Linked DNA regions of Zea mays: region 1 is linked to region 2. A link is a contact called in public Hi-C data. All regions are on one chromosome and are shown on one strand. Each heading gives the region's core, a stretch centred on a gene start, on an enhancer-like site or on the middle of the called end of the contact. The rest is flanking DNA. Distances are from core to core; before and after follow the strand shown. Region 1 holds the start of LOC103626247 (probable ribose-5-phosphate isomerase 2). Region 2 holds the start of LOC100272518 (putative protein kinase superfamily protein).

Evidence for each region. A called contact is a pair of places that touch in the nucleus more often than the background predicts.
Region 1: a contact with region 2 is called in a Hi-C map of tassel, with 2.6 times the contacts expected there. The contact joins the promoter of LOC103626247 here to the promoter of LOC100272518 in region 2. A contact is called at or near these places in 3 of 25 Hi-C or Micro-C datasets (ear, leaf and tassel).

The regions. Positions count from the first base shown.
Region 1 is chr5:38,108,624-38,112,192 of Zm-B73-REFERENCE-NAM-5.0, forward strand. LOC103626247 (probable ribose-5-phosphate isomerase 2) reads right to left here and starts at 1,370. Exons shown (of 1, transcript XM_008646648.4): 1 at 1-1,370. The coding sequence starts at 246.
Region 2 is chr5:37,971,093-37,974,487 of Zm-B73-REFERENCE-NAM-5.0, forward strand. LOC100272518 (putative protein kinase superfamily protein) reads left to right here and starts at 2,103. Exons shown (of 5, transcript NM_001359655.1): 1 at 2,103-2,536; 2 at 3,047-3,182; 3 at 3,272-3,395. The coding sequence starts at 2,147. It overlaps LOC103626245 (putative nuclease HARBI1), which reads left to right. Exons shown (of 2, transcript XM_035959000.1): 2 at 1-467. The coding sequence ends at 393.

The DNA.
Region 1 (3,569 bases), core at 120-2,619, 140 kb after region 2:
GTTGTCGTTGTCGGTGACGAAGGACTGTTTCGAGTCTTCTTTCCCCTTGGCGGCGGTCGCTGGAACAGACCTCAGCCTGGCGTGGAATCCAGGCAAGCCGTCGAAGAGGCCGCGGATGTGTCCCAGCGTGTGAAGCACGCCGAAGGGGATGACCTCGCCGGGGTTGGCGCCCGTGCAGCCGAGGCGCGACACGAGCTTGGACGCGTCGACGATGACGACAAAGCGAGCACCAACACCCACGATCATCTTCTCGCGGAACAGTGAGCCACTGCGGCCCTTGACGATGGAGGCAATGAATCTGGCCCTCTTTACGCCGGTCTTCAGTGAAGCGGCCGTAGTTGGCGCTGTGGTTGAGGACCCTTATCGAACACTTTGTGGGAGTGTCAAAGGGTACATCCTCCTCTATGCTTGAGGTAGCTGGTGCAGTGGTGCTGCACGGCGCGCTCGCAGATCGCCCGCCGCTCGTCCTGCCGAAACTGCGCCACGAAGCAGCGGATGTAGGGGAAAGGGATGTCGACGACCACCCACCACTCGAGGATGCCTAGGACGAGCAGCTCCATCCGCGGAACGGACACACGATCAAACGTGAACTCGCACGCGTCGAGCGGAAACTGCGACAGCCACAGAGCAGGGTGCTCCTCCAGCGTGTCCGCCAGTGACAAGCTCGCCACCGTGAGTAGCAGCAAACCCCATGCATGCTCCATCTGAACCCATCATCACCAGGGACGAAGTGGATCAGCAAAGGCACCACGGCTGCTGGGTTGCAGCCTCTGCTCCGGTCTCATCTCTAGGAAGTTCGTGCGCCGCCATGGCCTCCACCTCGTCGGCAACGGCACCGCCCCGTTCCTGCTCGACACCTCCTTCTTCATCCGGAGTCTGGCGTCGACGGTGGTCGACGGACGCCATCAACCTATCGTCGGGCGCAGGGGCCCTGTTGGTGGCCTCACGGGTGGGCGTGAGGTAGGATTGCTCAGATCTGTCGTCGGAGGAGGAATTGCGTCCCCGTGCGGGCCGCTCGTCGCGACGGCCAGCAAGCGCACTAGCATTGGCTCCCGCCATGGCCTCGTCGCGTTACGACTCGTAGAGACGTAGACGATGGAAGGATGCGATAGAGGGCTCACCACATCGCGGAACGGCTCGTCCACCCCCTCAGCTTGCGGCTGCAGCAGCTTCGCGAAGCGCCAGTCGAGTCCAGCCTCGGTCGCGTCGAACCTCCGGTTGAACTCGTCGAGGATGAGCTTGACATTGAGAGTCATGACGTTGGCGACTTGAAGCTGAGAATCGAACCCTCTAATACCACTTGTTAACAACACTAGTCTCTCAAACTCAACTAATAACGGCAAGGTACTAGAATGGAAGAGAATCCGAGTGACTGGTGTTACGAGAACTAAAACTTTGACATAACATTATATAAATTGACATTACATAATATACACCTAGAATGTATCCACTAGGCTAAAATTTCAAAACAAACACGTAGTGTGTTGCTTGTGTGATGATCTGACTTGGTAAAAGGAAATTTTAACCCTTGGTGGGAATATCTCTCTTTAAGGATTAGAAGCATGTGACCTTGTGAGATGAGCACTTAGGGGTGAACTCAACAAGTGGGTAGAAATGATCAAATCTGAATTATCTGAGAAAATTGAATTAAACAAATTAAATCTAATAGTTACAGAAAACACTTTTATAATTGTGTCAAAATGTTACATGTAAGTCTATATAGTGTAGCAACATACCACAAAAGTTTAGTTAGAGAAAGAAAAAAATAAAAAATATACTTTACGTAGTGTCCGAGGATGGCACTCGGTAAAGCATTATTTGCTGAGTGTCAGACGTGGGAGACTCGGCAAAGTAGTCTCTTTGCCAAGTGCAAAAGCCCGGCGCTCGACAAAGATAACGACCGTTAGATATAGACGGCTGCTGATGGTCCTTTACCGAACGTCGCCTTTCGCCGAGTGTTTGACACTCAGCAAAGTTATCTTTGCCGAGTGTCTTTCTATGCCCAGAGTCTTGCTCACCGCAAACGCGGTCACTATCAAGAGTTGAATTTTGCCGAGTGTCCGATTAGAAGTACTCGACAAAGAGCTGGATTTTGGTAGTGGTATCAAAGACTCATGTGTAACCGATACAAATATATATGTTTGGGCTAGCTACCGTTGAACACAGAATGACCAAGCCAGGAGGCGAGTTTTCTCATTGCGTGCGTATCCCTTTCACCACACGCGCGTACTGTCTGTACGTATATATGGTATGTGCGAGCAGTGACATCTTTTGAAGTCAAGAGGAAGTAGCACTCGGCAATCGGTCATCGGTCGTCTCGAACCAAGAGCTGTGCCGCGTCACTGATCAGTTGGGTGTACCTGTATATAGTTCAGGTAGCACTCGTCAGCTATCACATTTGCAGATCAGGAATTTGGTCGGACCTGAGCGACCGAAATTGAAGAGGCGAGATCGAACGACAGCGCACACGTGCACACGCACACGTTTACTAAAACGATTTGTAAACTAAAACTGCCGGCGGCAGGTTTGCTCAAATCAAATTAAAATTTTATTGACCGGTTTACCGCTGCAAAAACCGCTGCTCGAAACTATCGATTTTTTCTTCAAAACGAACCGGTTTTTATGTCTTTTATAGAAAAAAATGATAGGGTTTATTTGTAATTTGCTCAATTCATGTTGAACAATTTATATTAATTGATCCACACAATATATGTTCACCAAAATGACATATGTCATATGTATGCAACCAAAAACTTCAATTCCCATGCAACAATCAACCATCAGATTGTGCAATACTCAAATACAAGTTCTTTTAAGTTCTCTCACGACACATATGTTGACATGTTTCAAAATACTCATGTATTCAGCTTGAGTCATAGTGATAGTACTCAGGCATGTGGGAAAAGATCGTGATATGGGTCCATTTTGTATACATAGTCCTATACAAAAGGTATGAGATACATTAGCGAGAAAAAACAAGAACAACAAATAAATACTTGTTGACGTAGCAAAAATAGCACACTGGTCTGCTTGTAGTTATATGTGCAAACATATGTAATACTTGCACTTCGATGTAATGCTTCTTCAAACGGGTACCACCCCTCCGCTATTTGTTCCTCTATAATATTTGCACTTGAAACCCGTACCAACCTTCTCTCTATGCTCCCAGACTATTTGGCATGTCTCTTAAAGGAACAATATATTGTTGACGTAAAACATCTTCACATATATGTCACGTATAAACAGCTATGGGCACTAAACTAGCACTTAAAGTAGGAAAAAATAGCATCTAATAGTAAATCATCTTCACATACAGCATATAACAGTAAACAAGACTAATATGCATAAAATGGCTACTAAATGTCTAAATTGAAACTCAATTTTGACATTAAATATGGTTTTCCGGCAAAAAATGGTGGTTTACCGGTTGAAAATAGCGGTTTACTGCCGATGATTTTTGTTTTTTATAATTTGTTTCAAAATTTTAAATTTACAGTGAATTTACCGAGTACTTTTTATCGACCACTCGATAAAGACTTTGCCGAGTGCCATATGGTACTCGGCAAAGA
Region 2 (3,395 bases), core at 853-3,352:
AAGGGGTACCTTGCACCTTATAAGGGGCAGAAGTACCACATTACGGAATGGCAAAATGCGAGGCAACCTATTGGGAGTAAAGAAGTATTCAACTATGCGCACTCATCCCTACGAAATGTTATTGAGCGATCATTTGGGGTGCTAAAAATGAAGTGGAGAATTCTATTAAGTCTCCCTTCATTTTCGCTTGAGAAACAATCGAAGATAATTATTGCATGTATGACACTGCATAACTTCATTAGAGATAGTGCTCTACACGATAGAGATTTTGATGAAGTAGGACCTAATAGCCTAAGTCATGATCTACCTGCAGGTGAGAGTAGTACTAGCACATCTGATGAGTTAGACATGAGTGATTTTCGAGATGCAATTGCAAATGCATTAGTGGCGTAGTTGACTTAGTGCAATTGTAACGGTACTTATGATGTAATCAACTCCACTAATTATTTTGTAATGAACTTTATCTGTGTTATGGGTTTCATTTTATCGTTTGTTCGAACAGAATCTGCAATTTGAGAATTTGTATCCAAACACGTAGATTCTGACGAACAGCTTTTCTGCACAGCTGGCGAACCAAACACCTAAATTCTAACCACCAGCTTTTCCCAACAGCCAGCTTTTCCCCACAGCCAGCTTTTCAGATAAGCTGGCCAGAAAAAAGCCGAACCAAACACGCCCATGACAACCAGACTTGCCTACCTTAAAGCATCTGGCTCAAAGTACGCCACTTACCGAACCGAACCAAATCAAACCAGTAGAAAACCATTAGGGCGTATTTGACAACAATATTTTCAAAATCATTGTTTTACAATATTATACTACCTCCGTTCACAAATATATGATATCGTTGACTTTTTTGAAAACTTTGATCACCCATCTTATTCAAAATATTTATTCAAAAATATAAAATTTTAAGTTAAGCAGAAACTACCTTAAGTGATAAAACAAATCACAAAAAAATTGATGATAACTCATTATTTTTTGAATAAAACGAGTGGTCAAAGTTTTTTTAAAAGTCAACGGTGTTATATATTTATGAACGAAGGGGGTACTTTACAGTTATCATGATAATATAATAGTTTTGGTCAGCTCAGAAAATACAATGATTTTGAGAAACATTGTTTAGATACAACATTGTAAACCATGGTATTTAGACAAAAGCTAGCCATGCCATAAAATTTTTGGATTTGAGTGGAGTTTTTAATATAAAAAATACAATGATATGTAGAATATCATGGTTTTGAAAACATATTTTTTAGAAATGTAACCAAACACTTTATAGCATAAAATACGCTGATATTCCTATAAACTATGATATTAACTACAAACTATAAAAAATACTTTGCTTACAAATAGTTACTTATAGCAACTTAAAGGGATTAAGCCAAATCTACTGTTTTACTACTCTCAAATAGATTTAGCAAAAAAAAGACTAGTCCAACAGACTTTATAAATTCATAACTCTATATGAAGTGTGAAGTGGACTATCTAAAAATTGAGAGCAAATGTGTAGTAATAAAGAACTACTCCCTCCATTCCAAAATATAATTCGTTTTAAACTAATTAAATATTCATTAAGTAACATATGAATGCAATATGAATGTGGTTTGCATGTATGTCTATGTTCATTGTCATTTGACTCATTGTGGACAAAAAAAAATGTGAGCTAAAAAGAACATTTTAAGGACATGAAACTCATGTGCCCTAACAATATAGAACTTTATTGTGCAATTTCATTACTATGGATCCACTTCACAAGTAATCCACACATCATACTTGGATAAAACTTCCTTGAGTTTGTCATCTGTACATGTATGTCCCAAATTTGCAATAAAGATATTAAAGCAAGGTGGTATATCATTTGAAGACTTATCGCGTCTATCCTACACCAAACATACCATACTATCAAGCTCTATATATGTCGAGCAAGCTTTAAATAAGAAACATCGGATGACAAAACTTTTTGAATTTCAGTATATCTTATCATAACATGTTCACTGCGTAGTACATTCATCTAGTAAATTATTAAGGGACGAAGACAGCAACGACTACAAATAAAATGAGCCACCCAGACACGGCTGCCACTGCTCTCAGACTCCACCCGATATTCCTCCACTTCGATCAGCAGCTGCCCGCACGCGCGCTGATGGGGAAGCCGGCCGAGTCGTCGTCGACGTCGTGGTCTGCGCTGTTCGGTTTCGGTTGCTTCAGCTCTTCCCATGCCGACCGCTCTGGTGACGGCCCGGGCAAGGTGGCCTCCGCCGGTTCCAGGCCTCCCGCGCCACCAGCACCGCTGCTTTCGCCGGATGACCTATCACTGTCGCTGGCGGGATCTGACGTGCTGGCTTTCACGGTGGAGGAGCTCCGGGTGGCGACGCGGGACTTCTCGATGAGCAACTTCGTCGGCGAGGGCGGGTTCGGGCCCGTGTACAAGGGCCGCGTCGACGAGCGGGTCAGGCCCGGCTTGCGGCAGCCGCAGGCCGTCGCCGTCAAGCTGCTCGACCTCGAGGGCTCCCAGGGCCACAAGGAGTGGCTGGTAAGCAAGTTTCTGAATCACGCGAACAATCTGATTCGGGTTGGTTTCGCAGATTTGAAAGAGAATAGCCAGCCATTGATCCATTTTATTCCGAATTCATTTTCGTTGCAATTTAATTTCTACTGCCATTTTAGTCCTTTTATTATTTAACAAACGAATTGAGCCCGCCCCAGTCTAAAGTCCGAAGAAAACAGTAGCATCGCCATCTGTAGCTGAGCTGTGATCACTTTCGGAAGCCGACATGTCTTCTCCCCTCTCCCTTGAGACACAATTTCATTTCGGGATTAATTCTTTGTTTGGTGCCCTGGAGGGAGCTGTATGCAGTACGTCAACTTGTCAACCACCCAACCAACTGCAGCACTGCTTATTCGGTCAAACAATTGTACCAAGTGTTGGTGGTCAAAATATTCCTTAAACAATACTGTACTGTACTAAGGAAACGCTGCCTGTGTTGACCTGCAACTACTTGTGATTATTCACTTATTTGTTCGTTTGTTTTTGCTGGTACAGGCTGAGGTCATTTTCCTTGGGCAGCTGAGGCATCCGCACCTTGTCAAGCTCATCGGCTACTGCTACCAGGACGAGCACAGGCTTCTCGTGTACGAGTTCATGGCCAGGGGCAGCTTGGAGAAGCATCTCTTCAAAAGTAGGGCAGGTTCTAATAGTTTAGGGTAAAAGGCAAAGCCAACAACGTACGTTCCTAACGATCGATGATCTCTTCGTGGAAACGAACAGGGCACTCTGCTTCCCTTCCGTGGTCAACGCGAATGAGGATCGCCATTGGAGCCGCCAAAGGTTTGGCTTTCCTCCACGACGCTGCCAAACCCGTCATCTACCGCGACTTCAAGACGTCCAACAT